Linked DNA regions of Mus musculus: all the other regions are linked to region 2. The links are chromatin contacts, called in public Hi-C maps. All regions are on one chromosome and are shown on one strand. The core of a region is the stretch at or near the end of the contact, and the rest is flanking DNA. Distances in the headings are between cores, read along the strand shown. Region 1 has its middle 20 kb from the start of Rab3gap2. Region 2 has its middle 20 kb from the start of Gm34732. Region 3 holds the start of Mark1 (MAP/microtubule affinity regulating kinase 1).

Region 1 (4,530 bases), core at 1,092-3,591, 120 kb after region 2:
CCTCTCCCTTCCCTGACCCCTTCCTCTCCCCTTCTCTCTCCCCCGCCCCCTGATTCCTAGAAGCCAAGAAGAAGCATTTTACTCCACCACACACCCTCGGCTGTGATGCTCTGCGGAAACCCAGGTCAAAAGAGCAATAGATTGAAATCTCTCGGCAAAGTAAACCTTTCCTCTGCTTTAACTGTTTCTCTTGGGTGTTTTGACACAATAACAAAAACTGATTGATACTAAGGCTATACTAAAGGCGGGCTCCTCAGAAGAGGGTGACAGGAATTCATCTCTCCCACACTGGCCTGCCGCCTGACTTGCTAGAGAGAGAGTTCCTCAATGAGCCCTTCTCCAGGCCTTGCGCAGAAGCCATTTTCTATCACCTATGCCTAGCTCATTCTTCATCACCGTCCCTACTCTTTCCTCAGACTTCAACCTAAGTCTCTTTATAGAAAGACTAACTTTGACCAAAGTGTCAATCACCCTCTACTGCCGTAGGATGGCCCAGCAGTTAAGAGCACTTGCTACTCTAGCAATGGATACAGGTTTGGTTCTGAGCATCCACAGGAGGGCTCACAACCATCTTTAACTCCAGTTCTAGCATTCATGGGCACCAAGCATCCACATGATACACATACATACATATACATACATGCAAACCACATGATTTTTTAATGTAAAAGAAACCTGAGCTTCCCTGAATACAGTTAAGCATCCTAAGCAAACTTGTATACTTTGTGTTTATGACATACCAGGTTATAAACTCCATAGCTGTAAAAGCCTTTCCAGAGAACTCAAGGATATAACCTTGAAACACAAGCCATAGGCATCGTGTGCACATACAGGTCTGTGTGGACTGTGTTGTATGTTCAAAGTAGGGGAAAGTGGAGAGACAGTGGTAGAGTGGGGTCTTCAGAAATAGATTTTTCCAATATAGCTTTTTGTATTAAAGCCTTTCACACACACAGCAAGAGAGTCAGAGGGCAAGGCAGAGCCTGGCAGGCTGAGTTGAACCACCAGGTGCGCTGCATGAAACTTCGTATGTAACTGCTGAAGAGGGCTTGGGACCGAAAGGGCAGCAGCACAGAGCGACATCCAGTCATCTGCAGCTGGCAGAGGCAGAAATCAAAAGAGTTTGAATCCTGGCTGTTGTCCAGTTTGTTACATCCCGTTCCTCTAAAGTGAGAGTCAGGAGACAGGTCACCACCTGTCAAAGCGCAGTCAAAGCTCTCCTTTCTTTACATAAAGAGGGTAAAAGTGGGTGGCTTTCCCTCCAGTGGGAGAGCCAGACACAAGAATAAGATTGTTGCTTCTAAAGAGATACTTTCATCATAAGGTCAAAGGAAGAGGCTGGGCCAAAGCTGAGCTTTAGGCTTGAAACTTGAGCAGGGAGCCGGGATAAAAGAAAGGAAGAAGAGAGAAAGAGACAGGCAAAAATGTTCTCTTTAACTTACATGTGTGGCACACGCCTTTAATCCCAGCACTCGGGAGGCAGAGGCAGGGGGATTTCTGAGTTCAAGGCCAGCCTGGTCTACAGAGTGAGTTCCAGGACAGCCAGGACTGCACAGAGACACCCTGTCTCGAAAAACCAAAAAAAAAAAAAAAAAAAAAGATAGTTAACTTACATGTGATATTACCTGAATATGTATAATATATGTAATGTATCTATCTGCATAATATGCATTACCCAAAGTATGTGTGTATCACTAAATAACATTAAGCAGCTACAGAAACATATTATTAATTTATGAGCCTGCTTAAAGGATGGGCATGAACACATCTTTAAGCAGTCTGGAAATTTTGGATTAGCAACATCATCATGAAAGACAAAGGGAAAAAATGCACTTCTTATAGTCTGTGCTTGTCTGTCAACCCCTCTCCCTGCTACAGCTGATAGGGACTGGAAGGACAGACCCACTTCTTCCTGGCTGCCTCCCACATGTGGTTCAACTGAAGTTGCAGAGGTAGTCATGGCTATAAAGGTCATGACTCTGGAGCTGCTTAATGGAAGCAGGCTGTTGACCATTATTCTGAAGAACTTCGTGTTCACTGATGTTTCAGAGATGATCCTCATACGTAGCAGAAGTTTAGCACCACCCCTAACCCCTGCTTTGAATTTTCAATTAGTCTGAGAGCTCCGAGTGAGGTATTGTGTGTCTGTGGGTAGTTTTACAAATGCTCTTTCTCCTCAGAGTTTTAAAGCGAGCGCATCACCTTTTGTTTTGCCTTTGTTTTCTTTTCTGAATTCAGAAAGAGCTGCGTTCCCCTGTCTGCCCGGCAACATTGCAAGAGGCAGCATTCCCGGAAGCTCCCTGCTTCAGATGATCCCAGACCTCACGTGACCTGGCCACCACATGTCTGGAAGTGTTATGTCTTTCCAGGCTATGAATCCTCCTAGCATAGAGCTCACTGCCAGCCTCCTGTCTAAGAAGCTGCTGCTGTAAGCAATTAGCCTGAGTAACATCAGGCAAGGCAGTTTTGTCCAGGTCATGGGCCCAAACTAGATGGACAGCAGAGGTACCCAAGGAAGGTGTATGCCCCACCAAACAATGTTTTCTTGGATGGGGACATACCACACCCAGCTTAGCCAAAATGCTCAGAAAGTCAGGAATGAAAGGACAGTGGCACTTGCTTGCCTGAGTTTATGAATGGTGCATGTTTTGTTATGATAGCTATTTCAGCTTATCTGGTTTGGATTCTGAGACAAGTATTGAAGATCATAGTACCTGTGGGTTGGGTAAAAGAAACAGACTCTAAGTGTATGCTTTAGACATGTATAGGAATAGTACAATATGCTTTTAGAGGGACATTAAATGATGACAAGGTCTATGGTAAAAATGTTTGTTTGGTGGCATATTTATCATCTTACCGGTCAGGAGGCTGAGGTAGAAGAATCAGGAGTTTGGGGCTACATAGCCAGACCCTGTCTTTAAAAAAAAAAAAAAGTTTTTAATCCACGGCAACTAAAAATACTTACAGAGACAAAATCTATACCTACAAGGACAATCACAACAATAACAAGCACAATAATGATGACCGTTTATTGAGCTTGGCACATGTGCCAGATACCGTGTCCAGAAAACCCACCAATAGCATGAGAGTACTGTCAAATTCAGCTGTCAACTGGAAGAGTTGTAGCATCACTTGGGCACTGTGAGCGGAACCATCCTCTGGTCTGGGATCCTTGACTGTATGAAGAGTAGGACATGAACTCAACATCAGCATTCATCGCTTTCTTCTTCCTGGCTAAGGATAAAAGGTGACCGGCTGCTTCAGGCTCCTGCTGCCTTGACTCCCCTGTCAGGATAGACTATGCCTTGGAATTGTGAACCAAAATAAGGTCTTCCTACGTCTCCTTTGTCAGGTTGTCTTATTAGAGCAACAGAACAGTAACTGAGATCATGGGGTAGACCTCACTTTGTTGAGGAAGGGGTAGAGGTGCCATGTAGCCCTGGTGGCCTTTAACTGGGTGTGTATCTGAGGATGACCTTGAACTCCTGATCATCCTACCTCCACCTACTGAGTGGAGTGGCCTTACATTTGAGTTACCACCATGTTCAGTTTTTATGTAGTGCTAGGGCTCGAACCCAGGGTTACATCCATGCTAGCAACTGAACTACAGTCACAAGCATTCTGTAAAGGACCCTCAACTTTGTATCCTAAATGAGTCTCTCAGGGTCTGATTGATCATCCCCCCACCCAGTTATGCCAGGCTCTACCGTACCGTATGCCGGGCTCTGCCACCCGGGGTGCATAGATTTAGCTCATGCTTTCTGAAGACAAGCTTGGCCCTGGCAAGGATGACTTCAGATTCTCACGTGTATCTCCCGTTCCCTCCCCCCCACTTCCCTTCCCTAACCACCTCCACTTGTACTTTAACTCAGTCTTTTAAAACTAGATGGGGGCATCCAGGAAGTATCTGCTTCCCTTTTTATTCCACAGTCGAACAGGTCTCCTAGCAACCCTGGCTCTTCGCAGCCTGGGAGGTGGATGTGTTGAGGGAGTCTGGGAGGCAGAGGTGAGAATGCGAGGAAAGCTCTTTCCTCCTAGGCCCTGAAGTACAGAATTGCTACTTCACAGTAATTAATATCACTGAAAGAGGCATTCGTCCTCCTCCGTGCCATAGCGTACGTTCAAGCCTCAGGGTAACAAATGATTTGTTAAGGAGGGAGGGCCAGCCTGCACTTTTGTGCCTGAATCAGAGATTATTTGAAAGATAGTGAAAGGCGCTGCTAGCCTTGGGCACTGGCAAGAAGAACGGTGAAATTAAGCACAATTGGGGAGTGGGAGCAAGGTCAGTTAGATCAACATGCTGGTCTCAAAATATATACTGAACTGTTCTTTGGTGATGATATAACTTTAAGGCCAGAGGGTATCTTAGGATCATGCTGTTCAAATACTGTAGTTTTAAGCTGATTAAGTCGAGGCCCAGAGATGTATGATGGTTCAGAGAAGGTCAGAGCTGGTGCTTGAACGCCGTTCCCTGAGGTCAGCACGGCACTTCTAACTACCCAGTGCTGCCCATACAGATGAGCCATACTG
Region 2 (4,439 bases), core at 376-2,875:
ACAAGCACATTAAAAAACACATGCGAGGGGCTGGGAAATGGTTCACTGCCTAAGAGCACTGCTCTTACAGAGGACTTCAGTTTGACTTCCAGCATCTACGTGACAGCTCAGAACCACCTGAAACTTCAGTTCCAAGGGATCCAATGCTCCTTTCTGGCCTCTGTAGGCACTGCACACACATAGTGCACAAACATACATGTTGGTAAAATAGCTGCATGCATACAGTGAAAATAAAGATTAAAAAACTTTAAAGGTATGAATTAGCAAATGGAGAACATTGAACAATAATTTAAAAGTGAGAGATATACTAACATATAATATATAGAAATACGTGTATGATCCTTTTGTTTGGCTCATTTGCTTCTTCTAGGATTTTGATATCCTTTCCATCAAAATCTGACTCAGTCTCTGCTTCAAACTTTAGCACGCACTCACCACTTTGTCAAGATTTAGTGCGGCTGGGGGCACAGCTCAGTGGCAGAGTGGTGCTTGCAGGGCATGCACAGAGGCACTGTTCTGGTGCCTGGCTCAGGGGAAAAAGCCTGATAGTTAATTTAGTTGCTACTTTGCTTCTCTTGTCCATAAACATCATGGCTACTTCCAGCCTTCTCAAGGTCAGGGGATTCTTGATCACACGACAGTGGGAAGTCCATGGTGACAATACAGGATGGCCATAGATTCAGCTTCAGTTTCCGTCCCCAGCCATTCAGCCAATGGGTCTTGGTTCCCTATAAATTTGGTTTGGGGATGTTTTATTCTAAGTGGTTAGTAAGTTGGCTCATTTTCAGCTTTCTTCCTTTTTAGATTTATTTATTATTTACACAGGTGTGTGCCTTTTCACCTTCGTGTGCATCACATGCTTCTACTGTGGAAGCCAGAGGGCACTTGAGCCCCTGAAATTGGAGTTAGAGGTGGTTGTGAGCCATCTGACTTGGCTGCTGGGAACCGAACCTGAGCCTTCTGCAAGATAAGCAAGCACTCCTGGCCGCCTCTCCAGCCCCTGTTGCCAATTTACTTTCAATAGATTTTCCTTCCTCCCTCCCTCCTTCCCTCCCTCCCCCCTCCCTCCCCCCTCCCTCCCTTCCTTCCTTCCTTCCTTCCTTCCTTCCTTCCTTCCTTCCTTCCTTTCTTCCTTTGTCCCTTCCTCTTTTTCTGGGTGCAACTTTTCTCAACCTAAGAAGAATAGTCTCATTTTATATAGATCCATGATTCCCAGAGAAGAGGGCCTGCTAGGCTCAGACCCTGATAATGAGACCAAGGTGCTATAACTTTATGTCCCTGCCTGATGCAATCCATAGACATAGCAACAGCACAGGGCAGGGATGGTGGTAAGGACCATGAGCCCAATATGGAAAGAGACCTCACCAGGGCAGGCATGGAGAACTGAGTTCAGACAAGATGTGACCATGAGCTAAGCCCTCGAGGGCTGATAGGTTTTCATCAAGCAGAGATGGAAGGAAGGACATTCTGGTTGCAGAAAAGCCCAGACCCTAGCTGTGTTCAGGAGCAGCTATTAGCTTAGCCCAACTGGAAGGCATGGCGTTTGCAGGGAGTCAGAGAGAGAAAGGTTAGGACAGGCAGGAAAAACAAGTGAAGGCCTCAGCTTTCCTGCAGATGGGCTCTAATTAGAATGAGCACTCTCAAAGTTATGTGACCTCGGGAAGGGACTTCTGGAATGTGACAGCTAACTGATTGCTTTATATCATGTTTACAAAAAGATGGGCTAAGAGCGAAGAGGCTGGCAATGACCATTCTGGGATTGCAGAAAAGCCCAGACCCTGGCTGTGTCCAGGAGCAGCTGGGCTGGAGCTGGAGCTCAGTGGTTAGTGCTTGGATGTCACACACAAGGCCCTGGGTTTGATCCTCAGCCCTCAAAAACAGCAACACAATAGCAGCTCCCATCAAAGGCAGAAAAAAAAAAACTGGAGTCCTTTGGATTGTTGCAAAGGTCTGTTGGCCTAATACTTGAGCCTCTGTCAGAGACAAAGCCTGAGGCTACCAATCTCTTCTCATCAGAAAATCATGACCCCCTGTGCTCTCTGACAGTATAGGCAAACTCTCAGCTCTCTGTAATAAGACACCCAAGGTGATGGTCACAGTCCCTAACCCACCCTACCATCCATGTCTCCCTGCCCATTCTCTTCCCATGTTGCGTCACAGCACAGAGGAAGGAGATGACATCATACACTCGAGCTGGACTCTGGGTCTTGGACAATTATGTTCCAACTAACCTGAGTTTGTCTAGAAGCTACAGAAAAAAAGGGCCAAGAGAGTGCCAGAGACAGTCCTAGAAGTCACCATCAAACCTGGCCAGTCTGTCTGTCGACAAGGTTTTACAGGGACAGACACGAATACAGTGTCTAGAGTCACCAACAAGCTTATGTAAAACAACAACAACAACAGCAACAACAAAGCATATGTAGGAGGCAGATCCTGGAAAAAGACTACGAGCTGAAGCTCTGTAGGCACTTTTCTCAAAGGGGCTGGCAAGATAGCTCAAGATCCATCTTCTTGACCAAGTCTCCCCTACCACATAAATTCCCTGTGCACCTGAGTGTGGAGGTTTTTACTGTTCTAGGGAATACTACCCTGCAATGTTCTTGTAGAGTACTGGTTCTCAACCTTCCTAGTGCTGTGTCCCTTTAAGATGTTATGGTGACACACCCTCCAACCATGAAATTATTTCTGTTGCTATTTCATAGCTGTAATAATGCTACTGTTATGAATCATAATGTACATATCTGATATTTCCAATGGTCTTAGGTGATCCTTGTGAAAATGTCATTTGTCTCCCAAAGGGGTCATGGTCCACAGGTTGAGAACCACTAGAGGCTGTGCTTGCTCAGGTCTGATAGAAATACATCTTCCTAGGCTTGAAAAGCTCTCTACATTCAGTTCCGTGTCTCTGAGAACCAGGACCTTTACTTCCTGTGTCTCTGTAGATGTCCCCACACTCTCAGATGCCCAACAGAGATCAGCCTCCTGGCTTTCCAGATGATCTATCCTATTTTACAAACCAATAATCTATTGACTCCTTATAAATAAAGAAGATATATTATTGCATTTCTTAGCGTGCATTTAATTCTACGTCTAGATGCAAAGTAAGACTTCCTTCTCGTCTTAGCTAACAGCAACGGTGTTTTCTGAGAAGTTCTCTTCTTCCTTAACGATTTACTGTTCTTTCATCTTTTTTTAAGACAGGAACCAGAGTATACATCGCACCCTGGATCAGCCTCTGATTAAAAGACTAAGTATCCATTTCTGCCAACCTGCACTTTCCTTCCCTTGGAAGAGCTGGGGCGAGAGAAGAAAACTAAGATGAATTGGCCAAACCACTTTAGAGGTCAGCTAAAATCAGAGACTCAGAAAGGTGCTCTACAAGGTAAGAGAAAGCAAGGAGCAGCAGTCTGGACAAAAGAAATGCTGGGAACTGAACCTTAGCACTCTCACTGTGTGATAGTTACCCCCACCCTCTTCTGTGGTGCTTAATGTGTATCTAGAAGGAGGGCCACCATAACAGCCATTTCTGTCCAGCTGGCTAATCCTCCTGAGTGCTCTGAACCTTTTCTATTCCCATCTGCAAAGGCTGTGGGATGTCCTGGACATTGCATCCATGCCTGGATGTCCACACAGATGGGGGTAGGAGTGGAAAAACTTGGGCTACTTTCCTCTTGGTGCCACTTATGAGAATCCAAGTCCCAAGACACCAATGTACCAGACAGAATGCCGGCTCAGCGGCTGGAATGAGAGACAAAAATCATCATCATGGATAAAGAGCTTTATGTCTCTGTGTGTTTTAGGGAAAGGTTTAGGATGGGTGGGTATGGAAGCGAGTGCCATCTGTGTTGGTCTTCGTTCTCGATGGCCAGCTTCTGCCGCAGTTTCCTGCATTAGCTCACCTGAAGGCGGATGGGAGGAATGGCACGAGGGAACTGCCTGCTCTGTACGGTGCAGAGGATGATCTACAATAGGGGTGCTTCTGGGTTTCAAATGAGTGAGTTTATTATCCTCCAATCAGCTGCTCACAGGATCCTAGCAGAGACTACTGGAGTAGCCTGAGAGAGCAAACTAAGGTAACGCCCTCAAATCAGGAGCTTACAGTACCCAGCAGAAATGACCAGGGAAACAGCAGCCACACTGGAGTCTCTGGGCCCCGTGGAGAAGGGTCTTGTTTCTGCTGCAAGCATTTTTATACCACTGGATAAACAAAGTTAACCTCCCTTGCCGAGGGTTCACCTCTGAGCTGTTCTCAAGGACACAATGTTTTTAATGCCCTTATCTGGTTGCTGCTTTTCTCTCTTCCCATCACAGAGCCAGGCCAGCCTGACCCAGGACAGGGGGCTTTAGAGGACACTTGACATAAACCTGAGATAAGCATGGGCCGCCTTGCTCCCACTTTGAATAAACTCAACCAGCACAAGACCGTTTGCAGATACAAT
Region 3 (4,335 bases), core at 209-2,708, 66 kb before region 2:
CACAGGAGAGGACAAAGCATTCCCATACAATTTCCTAGTTCTTCTAACAATGGTCTCTGTAGAATTGTGTTCTTATCCCTTCAAATAAATATAGTACATGCAAACCCTACTCTCTAGATAAAACACCCATGTTTGTGCCTCATTTGCCCCTTCGAAAAGCGAGCCTGCCTGTCTCTCCTCCCCTATCTTTTGTCTCAGAACACCAAAGCACTTGAGTATTTTTACTTTACAATCCCTATGAAGTCACTGGTACATTAAGCACTGGAGGACCGATGAGGGGCGTAGACACCCAGAGAGCTCTCTGGTCGGCCACGCAAAGCCTAGAACCCCCTAGTTCCTTAAAACTTGTCAGCAATCAGGCCAGACCCTCTGGAGCCTCCGGGCCCCTTGGCAGGTCGCGGAGAATTTTAAAAACAACAGTGACAGAAAGCCACCTTTCCTGCAAAGGAACCTGCACACACATATAAACACAATCGTCCGTCTCAGAAGATGAAATTACAATTGGCCTTTCTCTTGGTTTTGTTAGACTTCAAATACGGCGAGTGAACATCTCAATCTTGATTTAAAAACAAAAAAAAAAAAAAAAAAAAATTAAACCAAACCAAACTAAACAAAGAAGCTCCTGAGGGCAATTTGATCAGACACAGAAAAATCCTGCCTTCAAAGAAATGTGCCTTGTGACACTCTGAGGAGAAGTACTTAAAACCTGTCCCTGAGTCACGAACACTGGATTGAGGAAGAGAAGAAGACAGCTGGCTTCTTGGGGTTCTTAAATCTTTTCTTTCTCACCTTGGGGCTACAGAAGCTGTAAGTGAAATCTTCCACTCTTCACTGAGAGTATTGCAGTGACATAAAGTCACACACACACACACACCCCTCTACTTCACTGCCCTCTTTATCCCTAAGGTGCCCGTGCCCCCCCCCACCCCCCAATGTGGACCTGATGTTACAAAAAGCAAAGTCATGGGGCAATGCGGGGGTGGGGTGGGGTGTATGTTTGCAAAGGACTCAAAAAAATCCAGAAAAGCAAAGGGCTGAAAGATCCCAGGACAGCCGAGGTGTAAGAGGTTCGGCTGGCTCGTGGGCTGCAGCCAAGCAAGCATCCATTCACTCGAGTGGGGGGCTGGGGGCGCGACCAGAATGTTGGGGTGCTCACGAAGCCACTCTGGACGCCCACCCTCTGCCCTCCATCACCCTCCGCATCCCCTCAGGCAGGACCCCCTCCGAGCAGAGGGCCGCCCCGGGGCTCCCCGCGTAGGGACGGGAAGGACGGGGAAGGGGGTCAGGCCGGGCTCGCCCAGGTAGCCGCGCCGGAGGCTCGGGAGACTCACGTTCTCCGTGTCCCGCTCGTTCACCGTGGGCAATGGCGTCCGCGCCGACATCTTGCGCGGGCAGCGGGGTCGAGCGGGGGGTCCGGCGGGTCGCGGGCCGCGGAGGGCTTCGGCGAGGGCGGGCGCGCGCGAGCAGGCCGCGCCGGGGAGCGCGCGGCTCCCGCAGGCCGCGGGGCGGGAAGGCGGGCGAGGACGCGGGGACCGAGCCGCGGGGACGCCGGTCGGGCGCGGAGGGCCGCGGCGGGCTGAGTGGAGAGCGGGCGCCCCGGAGCTGCCTCAGCGCGGCGCCCGGCGAGCGCGGCCCTGACAGCGCCTCCCGCACGCCGCCTCAGGTGAGCGCCGCCGCCGCCGCCGCCGTCGCCGCCGCCGCTGCCGCATCCGCGCCGGGCCCCGCGGCCCCGAGCCCGCGCGCCGCTCCGCGCCGTCCCCGCCGCGATCAGCCGGAGCCCTCGGCGGCCGGAGCCGGTGCGCGCGGAGCGGCGGGCGCGGCACGGCACGCAGCGCCCCGAGGCTCTTGGCGGCCGCCGCCGGGTGGGCGGGCGCCAGCCGAGGGGCCTCTCCATTCATTCCCTCATTAGGGATGCGGGGCCGCCTCCGCCCGCCGGGCCGGATTTCATTAGTGACTCGCCCCACCCGCGGATCAGCCTGTCCCCTCAGAACCTCCGGCGGGCGTCCTGCGATTTGATGTTGATTCTTGTGTGGCTTTTAAACCGGCACTGGGGACACATGGGGTTCGTGCGAATAGAGAACGATCCCCCTCCTTCCTCCTTTTTTATGTATTTTTTTATTTGTTTCACTGGAGGGAGCATTGGGTACCATCCATCCTACTCTCCACTTGGCCCATCCTTAAATTCTCCTCTGGTTTAATTCCTGGTTTTCTTCGAGCCTTCCTTCAGCATCCTTCTGCCCTGAGGTGTTGTTCAGGGGCAGGCGTGGACAAAAGGCACAAAAGCCTCATGAAAGGAGCTGGCCCAGAAAGCATGTGGAAGAGGGCTCCCCGCACCCCACAGCATCCCTGGAGTGGGTGAGACTTGATGTCTACAGTGGCTGATCGTCACTTCCTGGGATACAAGGAAGTGTCACTTAGGCTACTTATTCAGAGAGAGTAAGAAGGCTGTCTCTGTGGTCTGTCTGGAACTCTTCCTTCCAAAAGGCTGCTTTGCCTTTCCCTCCACCTGCCACTCCAGGTCCTGGGCATATTTGTCCCCATGCAATGTTGTCATTCTTACTCTGATATTTTGCACACTTGGCCTCTAGGATAAAACTTTACCATCTCCCTATTCCTTTTCTTTCTTCAACCTCAAATGGGAATCTTGGGATGATGGGAAACTCCTCTTTCCCAAATGCATCCATTTGAGGAAGAATTCCTGTGCCAGATGGTTTTTATCCTGACTCATTAAAAGTTGTTTCTGAAAACTTAACACTTGACCCTTAAAACATGGGCCAGAAGAACCTAAAAATAGCAAACCCATATCTTGAGGGAATACACACACACACACACACACACACACACACACACACACACACACCGTATGTAGTCGCTTCTAGAACACGAGCTGCATATTTATTTCTCAAGCATCTTATGTTGTAAGTACTTCTCAATTCCACAGAGCAAATGAAAATCCCAAGACCACTTTGGTGGCCATCTCTACTGTTCAACTAGCACTTAGGCTTTGGAACTAATGACAAGGCCACAGCCTGCATTATGGTGTGCCTCTGGGAATGGCACACTTTTAGAGTCCTTCAGAAATCGGGGTTCACCGAGATATACTGAAGCATGAGTTTGTACTTTTCTCATCAGCTGGAGGTTGTGCACTCAGCACCCCTGCTAACACAGAAGTCCCTTGTGTTCCAACTATGTCTGCATTAGCCTAGCAATAAGCAAGCAAGGTGCTCCCCCCATGCAACAAGGCTTCCACCAGTAGCTTAGATGTCATTCTTCAAAGGCTATTCACATGCTATCCCCTGTCCTCATTCCTCTGGTAACCCTGATGGGTATTTCCATTTCACAAAATTCCTCTGACTTGACTTATTCACGATCATAGCTACCTCAGGCTAATGAGACACAGAAGAAGATAACTGGAATGGCTGGGGGTGTTCAATGGTGTACCAGTCACAAGACCGTGAGCTCACCCCTGTGAGAGATGGAGCTAATTAGAGACAGAGCTCAAAGGGAAGCCTAGGATCTGAGCCCAGTGGCTTCCACACAGACAACTCTTAGCTACATTTTGCTCAAGTAGTGAAATTGGAATTGAGTGGTTATTATTTAAAGAACCCAGTTTTATATTGTTATATTGTTGCTAAGGAACTTTCCTAGCAAAGGGGCTACATCAAAGGGAATGGTTATTTTTGTTTTTCTTGTTCTCTTTTTGTTTTTGTTTGTTTCCAGACAGGGTTTCCCTGGCTGTCCTGGAACTCACTGGGTAGACCAGGCTGGCCTCGAACTCAGAAATCAGCCTGCCTCTGCCTCCCAAGTGCTGGGATTAAAGGTGTGTGCCACCACTGCCTGGCTTCGGGAATGATTTGTAATAACCCAGAATTATAATTCTATTGAGTAAGATAGACAAGAAATAACTCTACCTTTAAAAACTAGCATTTAATTCATGGCAACACCCACAGTCCTAGGTTTGGTATATAGTGAAAAATGCACTTTTCATAGGTAAACAAACAAACAAACAAACAACAAAACCTCCATTAAAAAAAAAGTTGTGTGCTCTTCTGCTGCAAAACGGCATAAGGGGATGTTGGGATGTTGTCAAACTGTTTAACCCTAGTCCTTAATAATGAAAATGCCACAAGCAACGTTTTCCTACATGGGTTTTTATAACTGTGACTTTGTGAAAATGGCAGAGGGAATGTTCTAAGGCTTCTAGCAATTCTCTTTGGGGCTATTTAAAAAAATGTGACGTGTAGTTTAGAAGCTTCTGGGGTAGAGTGATTTAAAAGTTTGAGAAGAAAATTGAGGTTCTGCCAAAACAAGAAAAATGGAGATCAACAATGTGCT

The links. Hi-C and Micro-C count contacts between places; a contact is called where the count stands out from the background.
Region 1: a contact with region 2 is called in a Hi-C map of uterus, with 2.6 times the contacts expected there. The contact joins two enhancer-like sites. A contact is called at or near these places in 19 of 484 Hi-C or Micro-C datasets (the G1E-ER4 cell line, cerebral cortex, differentiating embryonic stem cells and 7 more) and 3 of 115 datasets of contacts at active chromatin or transcription factors (all in embryonic stem cells).
Region 3: a contact with region 2 is called in a Hi-C map of uterus, with 3 times the contacts expected there. The contact joins the promoter of Mark1 here to the enhancer-like site in region 2. A contact is called at or near these places in 6 of 39 promoter capture datasets (the 3T3-L1 cell line, 3T3-L1-derived adipocytes, hippocampal neurons and 2 more), 3 of 484 Hi-C or Micro-C datasets (granulosa cells, nephron progenitors and uterus), 3 of 115 datasets of contacts at active chromatin or transcription factors (embryonic stem cells and vascular smooth muscle cells) and 1 of 9 other capture datasets (liver).

The regions. Positions count from the first base shown.
Region 1 is chr1:185,181,805-185,186,334 of GRCm38.p6, forward strand. No RefSeq gene overlaps it. Among named protein-coding and RNA genes, the nearest start is that of Rab3gap2, 20 kb to the right of the region's middle. Within about 2 kb of position 2,342, at least 45 of the 459 cell types and tissues checked have an H3K27ac peak or open chromatin away from gene starts, as enhancers often do. A contact at or near this core is called in uterus, where this site is marked.
Region 2 is chr1:185,063,551-185,067,989 of GRCm38.p6, forward strand. No RefSeq gene overlaps it. Among named protein-coding and RNA genes, the nearest start is that of Gm34732, 20 kb to the right of the region's middle. Within about 2 kb of position 1,626, at least 9 of the 459 cell types and tissues checked have an H3K27ac peak or open chromatin away from gene starts, as enhancers often do. A contact at or near this core is called in granulosa cells and uterus, where this site is marked.
Region 3 is chr1:184,998,091-185,002,425 of GRCm38.p6, forward strand. Mark1 (MAP/microtubule affinity regulating kinase 1) reads right to left here and starts at 1,459. Exons shown (of 18, transcript NM_145515.2): 1 at 1,332-1,459. The coding sequence starts at 1,382. It overlaps Gm39728 (a long non-coding RNA gene), which reads left to right and starts at 1,476. Exons shown (of 5, transcript XR_865821.3): 1 at 1,476-1,663.